Linked DNA regions of Mus musculus: regions 2 and 3 are each linked to region 1. A link is a contact called in public Hi-C data. All regions are on one chromosome and are shown on one strand. Each heading gives the region's core, a stretch centred on a gene start, on an enhancer-like site or on the middle of the called end of the contact. The rest is flanking DNA. Distances are from core to core; before and after follow the strand shown. Region 1 overlaps Lsamp (limbic system-associated membrane protein). Region 2 overlaps Lsamp (limbic system-associated membrane protein). Region 3 overlaps Lsamp (limbic system-associated membrane protein).

What was found. A called contact is a pair of places that touch in the nucleus more often than the background predicts.
Region 2: a contact with region 1 is called in a Hi-C map of the N1E-115 cell line, with 2.0 times the contacts expected there. The contact joins two enhancer-like sites.
Region 3: a Hi-C map of the N1E-115 cell line shows a contact between it and region 1, with 2.6 times the contacts expected there. The contact joins two enhancer-like sites. A contact is called at or near these places in 3 of 484 Hi-C or Micro-C datasets (the N1E-115 cell line, cerebellar granule neurons and cerebral cortex).

What each region holds. Positions count from the first base shown.
Region 1 is chr16:41,838,242-41,843,333 of GRCm38.p6, reverse strand. All of the region lies in intron 1 of Lsamp (limbic system-associated membrane protein), which reads right to left. Gm46551 (a long non-coding RNA gene) reads left to right here. Exons shown (of 2, transcript XR_001781926.2): 1 at 1-5,092. Among named protein-coding and RNA genes, the nearest start is that of Gm46551, 9.8 kb to the left of the region's middle. Within about 2 kb of position 3,058, at least 4 of the 459 cell types and tissues checked have an H3K27ac peak or open chromatin away from gene starts, as enhancers often do. A contact at or near this core is called in the N1E-115 cell line, where this site is marked.
Region 2 is chr16:41,650,390-41,655,481 of GRCm38.p6, reverse strand. The region is part of intron 1 of Lsamp (limbic system-associated membrane protein); the gene reads right to left. Among named protein-coding and RNA genes, the nearest start is that of Lsamp, 120 kb to the right of the region's middle. Within about 2 kb of position 2,036, at least 3 of the 459 cell types and tissues checked have an H3K27ac peak or open chromatin away from gene starts, as enhancers often do. A contact at or near this core is called in the N1E-115 cell line, where this site is marked.
Region 3 is chr16:42,000,939-42,006,030 of GRCm38.p6, reverse strand. The region is part of intron 3 of Lsamp (limbic system-associated membrane protein); the gene reads right to left. Gm52229 (splicing regulatory glutamine/lysine-rich protein 1-like) reads right to left here. Exons shown (of 1, transcript XM_030249356.1): 1 at 1-5,092. Among named protein-coding and RNA genes, the nearest start is that of Gm52229, 39 kb to the right of the region's middle. Within about 2 kb of position 2,915, at least 11 of the 459 cell types and tissues checked have an H3K27ac peak or open chromatin away from gene starts, as enhancers often do. A contact at or near this core is called in the N1E-115 cell line, where this site is marked.

The DNA of each region.
Region 1 (5,092 bases), core at 1,809-4,308:
AGCTCTCTGTCCAATTAGGGCATTCCTATCTTTTTACTCTCTTATAAATTTTTATGATTCTTAGCGATTTTTGAAAATTATAAGTAGGGATGATAAAGCTTTGAAATGAGCCAGAACATAGTCCAAACAAGCCAAAACACCATTAGAGTAAAATACTGGGAGCTAATTTGAATAGTTTTGTTTCAAGGTAAATAAAAAAGGAGTTAGTTATTTTTGTTTGTTTGTTTGTTTTTTCTTTTTCCAGCTGTAAGTGTCTTGGTCTTTCTTGACTGTCCTATCTGTATCTGTAAGACACTCTCACATAACATGCTCTGGACTTCTGATTCTTACAGTCACTCTGCTCATCTTCTTTTGCCAATTATTTTCTCAGAGCCTGAGGTGTAAGAGTTGAAGTGTATGTGTAGAAACTGGCTTTGGGCAACACACAATTACTCATTCTCTCTATCACAGCATCACTGTAATACTCTGTAACTGATATGAAAGGAAGCTTCTAGGATGAGTAGTAAAAGTTACATTTCACTGTGGGTATAAGGATAAGTATTTAGGCTACAGAAAATATATTGCTTTAGAAAACTAGCAAGATTAAGTTCTCCTCTCGATCTATGACCTCTCAGGGAAGGGTGGTTAGCAAGGTTTATAGTATCAGGCATGAATTGCCACTTATGGAGCAGGACGTAGGACCAATTAGGAAGTTATTGGTTACCTCCACGGTAAAAGTGCCACTACTGGACCATTGGGGGCCATCTTTCTGTTCTGGTCATTCTCATGGTTCTCTCGTGATCTATATCATTATGTAGGACTATTGATTGCTTTTCTCCACTGGCAGCTTGGACAATAACTTCTAGAACCTAGAGGCCTAGTTCTCAGTAAGGAGACTTCCAGATAAGTATTATCACCCCAGGGGACAATAACACAAAGCAAGATGGAAGAAAAAGGAGAGAAAAATCACTAAGGATATCTTTAGGAAAAAAAAAAAAACACCTTAGACAAACATATTATTTCGTAAGCTTACTCAAAAATACAGGCATGTGTTGTGGTAAATCTCCTCCTGAATATGCCCCAACAATGAAAACACAACAGTTAATATGATTACAAGCTGTGTGCCTAGATTGGGCAGATCTACTGCTACACTACCATCTTCCACAGTTTATGAGACCCCTTAGAACTTGTGATTTCTCCAGGCCATGTGCTCCTGCTCTGCTTTTCTTCATCTCCCTCTTCCATTTTCTCCTCCTTCTCTCTCCCTACCTTCTGATCCACCTTCCCTTTTATCTGCCCAATCATCAGCTCTCCTTATTTTACAAATTAAGGTGGGAAGCAGGTTTACAGGAAATCACCTGAGTGCTGACTCAGTGTTCGCAACCACTCACAGGAGAATGGAATTAACATCAAATATAATTAGCCCCAGGGTTATCTACAACAGGCATGTGTATACATGAGAAGTTAGATAGATATGCACTGTTAAAATAGATTTACAATACATGGCTAACAGTGTTCACTCCAACAGCCATAGATTATTTAACAAAATCGAAATTGCCAGACATGAAAAAAATCACCCTTTGAGTTGTTGATCACATGAGTCCAAGACTACCCAAATAATATAAACTATTTCCATTGCTTTTGGTTGCCTCCCAAAACTTGAAGGTAAAATTTTCTTGATTGAACTCTTTCAAGATAGTCTTGGTTTTTTTTTTTTTTAGTAGACTATTTTTGAAAACTCATCAGGATAATATATTTCAGAATATATCCCACCCTCATTCAGTGTTGTCATCTCCCTTGCCTTGGTATGCGTTTCTGTAATTCACTATAATCTATAACTAGCTCTTCCTGTCCAAAGGTCAGATTCATTGTTTGATAAAGGAAAATCAGGCTATAATAACCCATACCTACCAGCTATGAATAGTATCCAGTGACTATGCTATATGTTTTGTGTGGAATTGCAGTTCTTACCATTATCCTTATATGGTCTTGTCTCTGACTGACTCTCATACATCAGATTATGTCAATCCACTCCTTCCCCATCAGCTCCCAGATGTAACACCCTGATCATTTTATGGTCTCTCTCTCTCTCTCTCTCTCTCTCTCTCTCTCTCTCTCTCTCTCTCTCTCACTCTCTCTCTCTCTCCCTGTCAGCTTTGGCATAGCCCTTTGCTTAAAAGTTTGCCAACCACCTTCTTTATATTTGCATTGCTTGGTCTTTCTTAGTTCAAACTACATCAGACACTTGTTTATCAATAATCACTCTGATACTGCCCTATTTTAATTCTTTTATCACTAGTAAGCACAGGACAGGTTCATCTTCCTCATCTTGTTCCTAAGGTGATTGAACAGGAAACCCCATAGGAGGCACTCAACAGACATTTTTCTGAGTTAATGTATAAACTGTATAAAATTTATAATTTTTTGGACACACTCATTAACATTTATTGCTAAAAATCCACTGACTTCTCAATAACTGTTTAAGAGTGCTGCTGATATACTGTTAATTGTTATGAGGCACTATAGCCATATGGAGAACATTTAGCATATACATTACCACTGTGAATTTTCCATTTGGTCTATATAACAACTTTTAGGGGGTGCCATTTTTATGTTAATAACTGTTTATAGCTTAAGGAACTAAAACTCAGAGAAACTAAATTCATTACTGAACAACTCATCTTTTAGCTGAGGGGAAGATTCCAGTCTGATGGATGCTACAATCGATGTCCTTAATCTGACAGGCTTCCCCATCTGCTTAACTTCTGATATCAGCTGTCCATGGACATGTGACTAAAGGTAAAATGCATTAACACTGATATCCTTAAGAAAGCAGTCACTGAGTACTATATATAAGGCATTATCTGTGCTAATTATTCAAATCCATGTGAAGATGGTGATCTTCTGTTGTTCAGATGAGATCTTGGCTCAGAGAAGTCAGGTGGAATTTGAACCTAACTTGGTCTGACTTGGAGTTGAACTGTTTAATGACTGTGGAATGGTATTTCCCTGACCCAGAGAATGATGGGATCACATGCCAAGTCACAGATTACAGAAACCAGCAGCCTGGGTCTCTGCTACAAGCTGGGTGCAGTCCTCCTGAATGGCCACTACATTCATCTTGGTCAAATGACAGATGTATTGTGTCTTTAACTATGGAAACCAGTAATCACTGTGCTGGCTGACCACCAACTCTCTGTCAAGAGCGGAAAAACAACCAGAAGCCCAGTCTTTCATTATTACATTAGCAGTACCTCCTTCATTTATTTTATAAGCAATAAACTGTGCCTGTCTGGTGTTTCATTTAGGAAGTTTCAAATGAGATTGAAGATAATGCATCCTATAATTTCTCATCCTTCCCTGGTCCACAGGCTCAGGCAGACTGATCTCAGGGTGAAATTTGGACTCCCTTGATTGATGAGACTAATAAAGTGCCTTTATTGTGATATAAATAGCCTTAAAAATGTCCTACAGAGTCAATATTGGTGTTTGATGGCCTTACACAAGCAAGGTCCTTATCTTCAGGAGCACTAAAGCTTAATGAGTTACGGTTTTTGAGAAAGTTTGGCATTGAATTTGGGTGCTGATTTGTGGGGTTACATGGTGGCAAGAATCCCACTAATGACATGGAGGGAGAACAATTTCAAAACTACCCATTTCTTTCATACTCCTAATAGATCAATATATTTTCTACCTCTAGACATGAAGCTTTGGTAAGAGAATGAGGCATGTGAAGAACAATTTACAGTCTCTGGTTCAGCCAGACCTTAGAGTGTTTCCTTCCCTTCTCTTTGGCTGTAGCAGAATAGTATAAAGTCTTCTTAGAAGGTAAGAGTGTACTTTCAAGTACAATAACAAAGTGTTAGAACGCTAATACTGCAAAGACCCTGGGTTTGGCTGCCATTGTTGAACTAAACTTACCACTTTTGAGTATTGAAAATGTCATAAATCAAAGGTTATGGCTCTTTCAAAGCACAATTTCTTTAGATCATTGGTTCTGTTAACTCTATGCCCCATGCAGTTCCAAAGGGTGCTTAAATATTGTCCTTCGCATTTATTTCCCTTTCTTGACAACATTCAACAATTGTATGTGGGTAATCTCTGCTTGTTCACCTACATGCTTTTGACAGTGGATGTTCTCCATATGTCTCTTTCTTCATAGAAAACGGATCAGAAGATTCCATTTGAAATATGATTACGGTTTTGTGATCAAGACTCAGACTTAGTAGCTCATTAGTTTCTTGTGGACATTTATAACAAATGACCACAGACTCGGTCATCTAATCAACAGAATTTTCTCCAGGGATTTTGAAGACAGAAATTGAAGGTTAAAGTTATTGACGAGGCTCTGAAGGTCTTAAGGAAGAACCTTTCCTCCCTGGCTCCTCTTGATTCTAGTGGTAGCTGATAATCATTCAGTTTCTGATAACTGTGCTCCTCCAAACTCACTCTCTCTCTCTCTCTCTCTCTCTCTCTCTCTCTCTCTCTCTCTCTCTCTCTCCAGGTAGTTTTTTTTTCTATTTTTGGGAGGAGTGGGGAATTGTTATCAATATATTTATTTATAGATTCAATGTAATCAACTCAAATATACTGAGGATATTCTTTTGTTAGAAAGCAGTATGGTGATAGATACTGATACGAGAATTATCAAAAAATCTAAGTCTTTAATTAGTTAGTTATAAAAGCTACATATATATTAGGACTTTTCATCTCCAAGAAGTTACATTTGATACAAGAAGCCTCTGAGAAATAGTCAAAATCATTTTTTATGCTGAGAAAAAAAATACAGCGCAAGGTTTTAAATGATCTTTACCTTTATGGCAGCCTCAGTCAATCAATTTTATTGTAAAATTATTGATTGATCTTACTGAAGTGTGAATTAGAAACCTTTAATAAGCATAAAATAAATTATATCATACAGGGGAAAACCTCATACTTCATGTTAAAGATGATCAAGCTTGCATTATCCTAGATGAGAATGCCCTTATAAAATGACAGTGGAAACCCACAAAAGCAGGGGTCTACATTTTTTGCCTGACTATAAACAAATTCTCCCAGCCCTTTTCAAGCAAGGATCTTAAAGGAACCAAGATAAAACTAGGAAAATATTCTC
Region 2 (5,092 bases), core at 787-3,286, 190 kb after region 1:
CGCTGAATAGAGTTATGGGTTTAACTGGAAAAGACAGACCAGGTAGTTTAAGGAGCCATTTTCCACTCTCAGCTCCCCTGCTTGTTTTTGGAAGCCCTCTGGGGTTGCTGAACCAAGTGTTAAGCTTGACCATTAGTACTGCTGTTTTTAGAACTGTCAGCATTTATATAAAGCTGAACTCATCTAAAAATACCATGTATAGTGTCCATGAATAAATCATTTTTTTAGGAAAAACAAAAGGTGACCCCTACAATCCTCAGAAATCAGAATGAGGTGATATTGTTATTTAACAAACAATTAAGTAATACAACTGGATAATTGATCCAAAACAGAATGACCCTACGTTTCAAAGGAGAGTGGGCCTTGAGTCTATCACCCTAATTGTCCAGAGTTCTTCCCATATTGTGATATAGGGATTATTACTGATATGTTAAACTGAATGACTTTCAATCTCCCTAAATAGACTTCCAGACACCTAGCCTCCAGAATTTTGGTGAATGTACCTTTCCATCTGCTCATATTCATAATTCAATCTTTCCCGCCAACACTCTCCCCACTAGGCCTCCAGTATGCCAGAAGCCATCTATGCCTTCCTAAATCCTCTTTAAGGAATGAAATAGCTTCACAAATGTACCAGAATGTCTAGTCTCATTCACACTCTCCTTCCCTGAAGTCCATTGTTCCTATACTAATCATATCCTCTTAAATAGAATCATGGACCTATCACTTCACTAGAAAATGACGAACACAGACTTCAGAACTGAGCTGCCAAATACACTGTCTTTAGTACATAATAGAAAACTAATGTTTGAAACCTTAACGACATGTTCGGAAATTGACCTCATTCATAGGGAAACAACTCACTAATTCAGATAAGATTCCAAGTGCTCAGAGCAAAGAAGATTCAACAGCTTGGACATCTATGTCTGATGAAGGGCGATATTAGTAATAGAGGATAAAATTTCAACAAAATCACTGTGTCAAGGAGAATGACCATTTGTATGGAGAGACTAAGTAAGAAACGACTAGCAAGGAGAAACAAAGAACAAGAACAATGGACACAGTGCCTTGAACTTTCAATGAGGAGTTAAGTTCTGAAAGTCTAAATAATCAGGGTCCATCATAGGTCTTACTGAAGCAGAGAATGCAGAGTTGAAACCACTGGCCAGCTATGTTTACTGCTGGGTTGGAATTCATATTATGTCACATAACCGTGTGCTTTTCAAGGGTTCTAATCTTGGTATGCTATTTAGGCTGTTTTGCGAGTCATTTCATATTCATGAAGGTTCTCTATATGCTTTGCAAAGTACCTAGTAAAGAGAACGTGATAATAAATGGATGTTGAATGATAATGTATACATGCAAAGAGTATCGAGATAAAAATAAAACTGGGTAGTATTTACAATGGCAGAGAAAATAATTGTTCTTATAAAATGTGGAGGCCAGTATAGGACTTAATGCCATAGATGAAAGAAAGGACAATGAAAGTTGAGGAAAGGTCAGGCACATTGGCCACAGGATGTTTGGGTAGCTTTTAAGAGCAAGGTTGGAATGATAAATCAGAGTCCAGCACATCCTTTGTGATGCTAAAGTGAGAAAGGAAGGTGGTATATATAGCTTGAGCATTCTAATTTTAATCAGTAGTAGAGAAACGGGTTCACATGTAGGGGACTAGATTGAGAATCTATTTTTCTTAAGAGTTCAGTGAAGTCTGCATTTAACCTGTCAATACAAATGTCCTCTGTAAAGTCAGAAATAAAGCACTCGCTCTTATCTCTGTTAGAGGCAAAGGATGCCAAGTCCTATAATTCCTTTGGATAGCATCTACTACACTAATGGGAATTTGGGGGTTATTCGTAGATTCTGTGGATCAGGCACCCAGAAATTAAATTACTCATCTGAAGATTCCACATCAAGTCACAGATGCAGACACGTATGCTCTGTTGAGCCTCCCCACCAGAAGAAAGAGGTTAGATGATCTCTGAAGTTCTTCCAGGCTGACCTTCTCCAAGTCCACAGTCTGTCCCCACATTGCCATCCCTCACACAGCAAGCTTGTGCTTCTGCCAGGCCAACTGTCAGCCTGGCCTTTACTGACTATCCTTTGTTCTTAATTGCCTCCAAGAAAGAATTCTACTTAAAAAAATTGCAATAAAAGGTAAATATCAAAAGTAATTAAACACAATGCAGTTAGTCATTACTGTACACATGTAATTACTGACAATATCCACATGAAGGCAAAATTCATGAAAACAGAACTCTTTGAAACATGTTATACTCTGATGGTCTTTTGAGCTTCTTTAAATGCTGTCTCTGAAGGCATGGCATTTAGATGATAAGGATAATTAAATACTGTAAGAGTAGTGATCCATTTGACAGAGGAAATTAAAATTATGAATGATTTCAAATAGGAGCACAGACGCTCAACCTCAATGGTATCCACCTGACACTGTCCACAGAAGCAGGAGTAACGAATGGGAAAATAAAAAGGAGGGTTTCAGAAAAATCCTTTGGCTGAGACATGGTCTGCTTGTATAGAATATGTTAGAGAGGGAACCAAGGCAAATAGTAATTTGCTAGCAGAATTTATGGGTCACAGACCATCCTTACTGAAATCAAAGCATTTGTTTTAGATCATAGTCTGTTTATAGGAAAATCACATGCAAATTGAGCTAAAGTTACTATATTTAATATATATGTATATATAAATATATAAATATACTGTACTTTATTTATTAACAGATTATAGTCTAAGGATACTTATACCCAGATGCAAGTAATATTTTATCAGTCATGTTGGTCTGACCACTTTTACTAGCATCGTGTCAGAGCGTCCGTTCAGTAGAACTTGATGTAGACGTAATGATATGACAACAGTTCCTATTCTATACCTAAAAGTCGATACCATTAGAATTCAGAGGGCATATGACTCAAACATAAAAAACTTGCATTCCACTCAGAGAGTCTTGTAGTCAACTAGTCAGAGTGATCATAAAAGAAAAAAAATTTCCAAAAATCAAATCATTTTCCACTTACATAAATATATTAAAAATAATCCTAGCTGGAAAGTGTGTACATAAGAAAGAAAAGGATATGTGTTAAATTCCTCATCTCCCTCTGGATCGGCACCCCTCTAAAGGTCAGATCACTAGCCTCGGGTTTAATTCCTTTCTTGCTGCTACTGTTCAGAGGTAAATGCTCGCTTTTTATTAAAAATCAAAAGCACAGCCTCTTGTAATCCTCTAGACTCAAAGTTGAGATTTTTTTTTAATAAAAATGGAAAGTTTAGCTCAAAGCAATAGCAGCTAAAATTAGAGGGACATCAGCAGCTGCTCCCAGGGAATATGGAAAGCCAAGCAATGGTTTGTTTTGTTTTGTTTTGTTTTGTTCTTTTGACCACAATTTATGCAGTACTTTTTTTCTCTGTTAAATTCAAAGATTTTCCCAAACATTTACCTGTGCTGAGAAAACAATATGTGTGAAGTCCTTCACTCTCACCTCCCAGATGATGTTAGATATTGGTTTTCCAGGTAAATGTCCAAGAGCACTGCTGCTGTAGGTCTAGTATCCCAGGTATGGGATATCATGGTAATAATTCTCGGCATCAGTGAAGCATTAATCTGGAACACCAGTTCAAGTTTCCAGTCGTTTGTCTCTTCATAGAGTTGTGTGTCTACCAGGGGCAAAGACCAGAAGTATTGCCTTGTCTAGATAGATGTGTTGCTCAGAAACAGTGATCGGAAAAAATGGGAGCCAAGCATTGCTACGTCTGTGCTTTTTTTCTCACTTTGACTTGCTTCTCTCTACCCTGTAGCTGTTTCATTCTTTATCTGTCCCATGGTATGTTTAAGTGTCATCCACTTCATATACCCAGAAACCCCCAGTCCTCACAGGAACACCACTAACAAAGTCTGCAGCATATTACAGCTCTTAATGAACAGACCACCACACCTGAGTCATACTGTTCTCGATCTCATTCCTTTTTCGTCTGCCCTCATTACCTCTTCAGACCTTTAGCATCATGGTGGACATGTAGAGCATGCATTTTCCTGACAGACTGCTTCGGAGCAAATGCTTTTCTGTATCAAACATCTTACCTGTTTTCATTAGCTTCTTTGTGAAAGTGTCTTTGCAAAGGAGATATGCTAAGACAGAAACCCTTCAAAGAAAAGGGTTCATCACTTCAGGACCTAAAGAATAATCTTGCTTGTTTCAGGAAGATTAACCTATAGTAGCTTTTTCTGTATGCTGATTATTATCCTTGGGGGCCTCTAGGCTCTCTCTCAGTTAATATTCTAAACAGCTAGGATAAAAACTATAAGTATATATTATTGACAAAATAGTTGAGAAGGACTGATATTTATCAGGCAAGGTGAAGAAATAATTAGTAAAAAGCCCAGAGTTCAACACCTTATGTTTCTATGTCATGTCTTTGAGTCAATGATTGAGGCTGTTTTCTTCCTCTCTGTCTCTGTCTCTCTGTTTCTGTGTCTCTGTGTTTCTCTCTCTGTGTTTCTCTCTGTGTGTTTCTTTCCATTTCTCTCTCTTTACACACACACACACAAATATACAAACACAGAAACACATACACAGATACACACTCACAAAATTTGTTCATTCTTTCTTTGGGCCAAGAGGTAAAAATACCTGGGTAGAGTTTGGTAGTGAGATTGGGCTTTTGAGATCATTTTCAACATATCTTTTTGTTCCAAGGTATGTTCTTTATAATTCATTCATTTATGTACTATTTAGAAATGTTCATTTGATATATGAAATGTTGTAGTGACACTAGAAAATAATTTCTGTAGGACATAATAATGAACACAATATTAGTTCAAGGAAAGGCATGGTATTTATAGAATAATAAAAGAGATCTGTAGTTATATTATTCACTGAAGCAGAGCTACGTTGCAAGGGTCTCAACCCATTCAGTTTATGGCATAAGCTAATCAACAGGAGTCATGAGAATATTTTCTTCGGGCATACAACTTGGAATAATTAGATACATTCAAGAGGTTTTACACCTTCCTTAGTAATGTCTTATACTATCCATTCAGAACCGAATAAACTGTTGGTGACTTCTGGCATTGTGA
Region 3 (5,092 bases), core at 1,666-4,165, 160 kb before region 1:
ACATGTTTCTGCTCACATGTGGACTTTAGCTGTGTGTCTGTGTGTGTGCTCATGTGCACATGCCTGTACACCTGTGTGGGCATATGCATATAGATAATGAAAGAGACTCATTTGACTGGAAAAAAGAATTTTGAGGTAAGGGGAAGAAAGGAATAAAAAGGAATAATGGAATTCATGTGTCATAGAAGCAAAAGGCATCAGGAAGGAGTTTGGGGGAAGCAGAGGACAGGAGCAGAGGCAGAAGGAGAACAAAGTGAAGTACTGTATGTGCACAGAGTCCCCGAATGAAAGCTATTATTATGAATGTTAATTTTAACATGTTAATAAATTAATATTGTTCAATAAAGAGTAAGGAAATCATATGCCAGCAGTGGTTTAGAAAGGGGGCTTCTTCAAAAAGTCATCTTTTTGTGTGACTGCATTAGTGAAGGCATATTTTCTGAAATAGTCAAGGCTATATAACAATATATGTCATAAAGTCTATGCATCCAGCAGATAAAGATGAATTAAATAGCTTTAATTATATATATTTCATTCACTCAGAATACTAATCAGAAAGCTCTCCCAGTGTGTGTGTGTGTGTATGAGGGAGGAATCTATGGATTATGATTATAATTAATGACAGCTTTTAAATTATCTGGACAAACTTCAAATTTTCATTTCATAATTAAAATTATATTCTAAAGAAGATTCAGGTAATTACCAAAAATCATATTAACAACATTCAGCACTCCTAAAGAAATTTGGGGTAAAGAGGAAAAAAAAATGACAAAATTAAGTCAGACTACTTGGAGAATACACAAAAGTAAATCACCTGACTCTGAAAAGACAATGCCAGAAACAAAAACTTTAGAACTGCCACTCAACAGAGAGTGCAGGAGCCCAGAGCTAGAGATGCCACTCAACGGAGAGTTCAGGGAGCCCAGAGCTAGAGATGCCACTCAAAGAGAGTGCAGGAGCCCAGAGCTAGAGATGCCACTCAAAGGAGAGCACAGGAGGCCAGAGATAGAGCTACTAGGCTCATAGAGCAATCCACCAAGAACATGGGATTTTTTGCATGTAAATTGTATGTAAATGAATGAACCAAGGAAGCAACATTTTTATTAGTGTTTAATGTGTTATTATTAAGTTTTTTCCTGAAATTATATCTTCGAAATTAAGCCAGGGGTCAAGTTGTTTACTTGAAAGAACAGAAGCACTTGTAATATTTGGATTGGGCAGAAGAGCTGGTTCAGTTGTTTATAGCCCACACAGATGTGCACATACATACACATAATTAAAAATAAAACAAATCTTTCAAGTGGATTCAGGTTTGAAACAATGACTTTAATATGAACAAATATAGAAAGCTATACTAGTTGTAGTAATTAACAAAACCATACACACCTCAGCATATTTGCTGGTAAAAGTTTGGAAACAGTAGATATGTAATAGGATAATTGGGAGGATTCAGCATGGCAATGCCAATTGCTCAATTTATTTTGAATTATGTGTTATTGTCTGCTGGAGCCCTCTGCTAAATACCCATAGAGAACAAGGAGAAGAGGGAACATTACTGTGAAGAGGATGGGATGAGTAAATGAATTGAGACAAGCAGAAGGACGTGTTATAGTCTGAATGCAGCATTAGATATTTGGAAGAGGGAGAAGGGAGCTATGTCTGTAAATGTGGGACATCACCAGATGGTGGAGGGTGTTAAATGTTATTTTAAGGAGTTTGGATCTTATTCAATGGATAATAAAAAGCAATTAAACATTTTGGAGTAGTAGAATGACATGATTTAAATTGTACTTTAGGAAGATTAATTTGGCAGCAATCTCTAAGAACAGATTAGGGTTGAGATGGGGTAGGTGGGGTAGATGTGGGAAGTCCTTCCAGGGGAATAATACCACAAGGGAAGGAAGAATGATGTCTTCCATTAGACTGGTAGGGAAGGCAAAAAGAATAATGTGAAGTTCAGGTTTGCCATATGTTTTGTAAGTAAATATGGGAAGATTTGATAGTGAAAGATATTAAGGGATCATAAATAAATAAATAAATAAATCTACTTGTGAACTTTACAACCTTGGCATCTTTTTTTCCTTAGATATTTTCTTTATTTACATTTCAAATGCTATCCTGAAAGTTCCCTATACCCTCCCCTCGCCCTGTTCCCCTAAACCCCCCCCCACTCCCACTTCTTAGCCCTGGAGTTCCCCTATACTGGGGCATATGAAGTATTCCCGAGCCATAAGAAAATTTCCCAGTGGATTTTGGGATCTTTTTTTAGGACATTTTGTGTCTGAGATACAATCATAAGATACATCAAGGAGTGTGGGAAGCCGCCCCCACATTCGCCGTCACAAGATGGGCTGACAGCTGTGTTCTAAGTGGTAAACAAATAATCTGCGCATGTGCCAAGGGTATTTCTCCACCCCATGTACTCTGCCTTCCCCGTGGCAACAACTCGGCCATGGGCTGCAGCCAATCAGGGAGTGATACGTCCTAGGCGAAGGATAACTCTCCTTAAGAGGGAAGGGGTTTCGCTTTCGTTTTTGGGCTTGGGGCTTGGGGCTTGCTTTCTTGCTCCTAAAGATGTAAAATATAGAGCTCTCGCTCTGGCGCTCTGGCGCTCTGGCGCTCTGGCTCCTAAAGATGTAAGCAATGGGGGGTTTGAGGCTTGCACGCTTGCTCCTGAAGATGTAAGCAATAAAGTTTTGCCGCAGAAGATTCTGGTTTGTGGTGTTCTTCCTGGCCGGTCGTGAGAACGCGTGTAAGAAAGGAGCTTTATGGAAAGATACTTTAAATAGAAGTCTGTAACTAGTAGGAGGGGTTGGTGTTAGCATGTTTCTGATTTGTACTGAAGACCAAGGCAGAGGACTAAAGCAGAACTCTGTGACAACCTTGCAGTTTGAAAGCAAAGGATGAGCTGGAATCAGCCAGAGGATGATGCTCTCTCACCACTCAGCTTCAGTGACTCTGTAAGGGTAGGAACATGATGAATGGAAAGAAATTCAAAGATGTGGCAGAGGAAGGATGAGATGGTGTATAGATGATGACTGAGACGAATATTCAAGAATAAACACCTTTGAAGCCACCAAATAATCCTCCTTCTCTCAAAACAGAGATTTCTAAAGTACAAGCCATCCACAGTAAGCTCTGTAGTATTTAACACCTTGACTTCTCAAAAAGCCCCTTCAACAATGTTTGTTTCTTTCTAGCTTTTTTCTCTCTCTCTTCTTTCCTCTTTTCAAGATTACATTTCAAAAGATGGTTGGAGAACACTCCAGTGATCCCATTTATAAAGTAAGTAAAGATGCTAAATCAATGCACTGGAAAGGTATTCTTTTATGAACAAATTAATCCTGTTATTTAAGAAATTGGTAGATTTGATAACAGACCCAATGGGCATTCTTTCTGAATGGTCTTTTAAATGAAATCCCCAAAGACCCAGTTCTGAGAAGTGAAGGATGTGGCTTTAGTTTTTAAATAGGGAGATTGTAGTTATGTCCTTTTCATAACTATGTCCTTCAGGCCAACTCATGGTTCTGTTAAATATTGCTTTCTGAAAGAAAATATAATGGGCATGAATAATACTTTATAATTTATAAGACTCACTAATATATCAAACTACAGTTTGATAATCTCAACAATGACTGAAGATAAACAAGTCCCCATTTTCAGATAAAGAACCTCAAGATCAGAGAGTGTGATTGACTAGCTGTCCTTGACCAACCTCTTCCAAATCATGAATCACTTTTCCCTTTAGGATTATTCTAAACTATTCATTGGCACTTTTCTACAAAATTTGAAACCCAAAAGGTGTCTAAGAAAGACATTTTGTTCCTTTTATAATGGGGAAGAAAAACAAGAAGTAAGTGAACTCTGGTTATCGAGATTGTTAACTGTATACTTACCATGCAAATACTCCATATCTTTTGGAGATAACATCAAGGTATTAAATACTCTACATTTCACAGATCATAAGAAGTGAGTAATGTCTAGAGTAAAAGGGTAGCCCTAAAAGAAAAATGAAAGAAGAAGATAAAGATGACTATGATAAAGAATCAAAGGGATGGGGAAGAGAAGGGTAGGAGAAAGAAGAAGAGAAGGAGAAAAGGAGAAAGGAAGGAAGGAAGGAAGGAAGGACGGAAGGAAGGAAGGAAGGAAGGAAGGGAAGGAGGGAGGGAGGAAGGGAGGGAGGAAGGGAGGGGGAGAGAGGGAGTGAGGATGAGAGGGAGGGAGAGAGAGAGAAGAAAGAGAACTGAGAGAAGCATGAGGTGGAGGGAAAAATGTCAGAGAAAAATTCAAACAAACCTCACCTATGGCCTCCCTTTGATCTTGTTGAAGGCAATTTGGGCTGCTGAGACAATGAATACTTTTACAATGCACGATGTTGGGAGGATAATTCTGATTTTCACAATTAGTAATGGACTGATGATGACCAAATTTACTTGAAATCAAAGTATACATACAGAACAAAACATGAATAGATGAACATTGAAAACCCGAAATGAGATCACTATCTGCTTGCAGAGGTGAAATACTTAAAGCACAGGCAAAGAACACACAGATGGAGAGATGCAGCCTGATAAAGAAGGACTCAGACGGGAGAAAGGGATAAAAGGAAAAGGGAAGCCACTGCTACTGGAGGATCCCCTTCAGTTTTACAAAAAGCTCATCTTGAACTCCTATGGTTGAGAAGGTTAATTGTTGTTATCTAAAACTTCTAGCTTATATGGCAGAAGGAGGTAGGAAGAAGCCAAGATATATGATACTTAAGACTTTGGAGAAAATGTGTGCTAGTCCTATCAAAACCAACATGAAATGTCTACCAGATCATTGGAAAGTGCTAGATATAAGTATCTCCTGATGGAGTGACCACTCAGTTGGTATTAGGAAATTCGGCTGTGATGGCTCTGTGGCTTCCTTTAAAAACACAGTCGGACCTAAGAGCATAAATATAAATTGGACAATGGGTGCTGTCCAGAGTGAGGGCTTACAACATTGTTTCTTCATATCACCTTGGAACATGCTTCCAGGAGAGACAGATAAATCTCTGTTCCTTAAAGTCTCTGGAATAAAATGGACAGTGGAGTTGCTTTGAATAGGA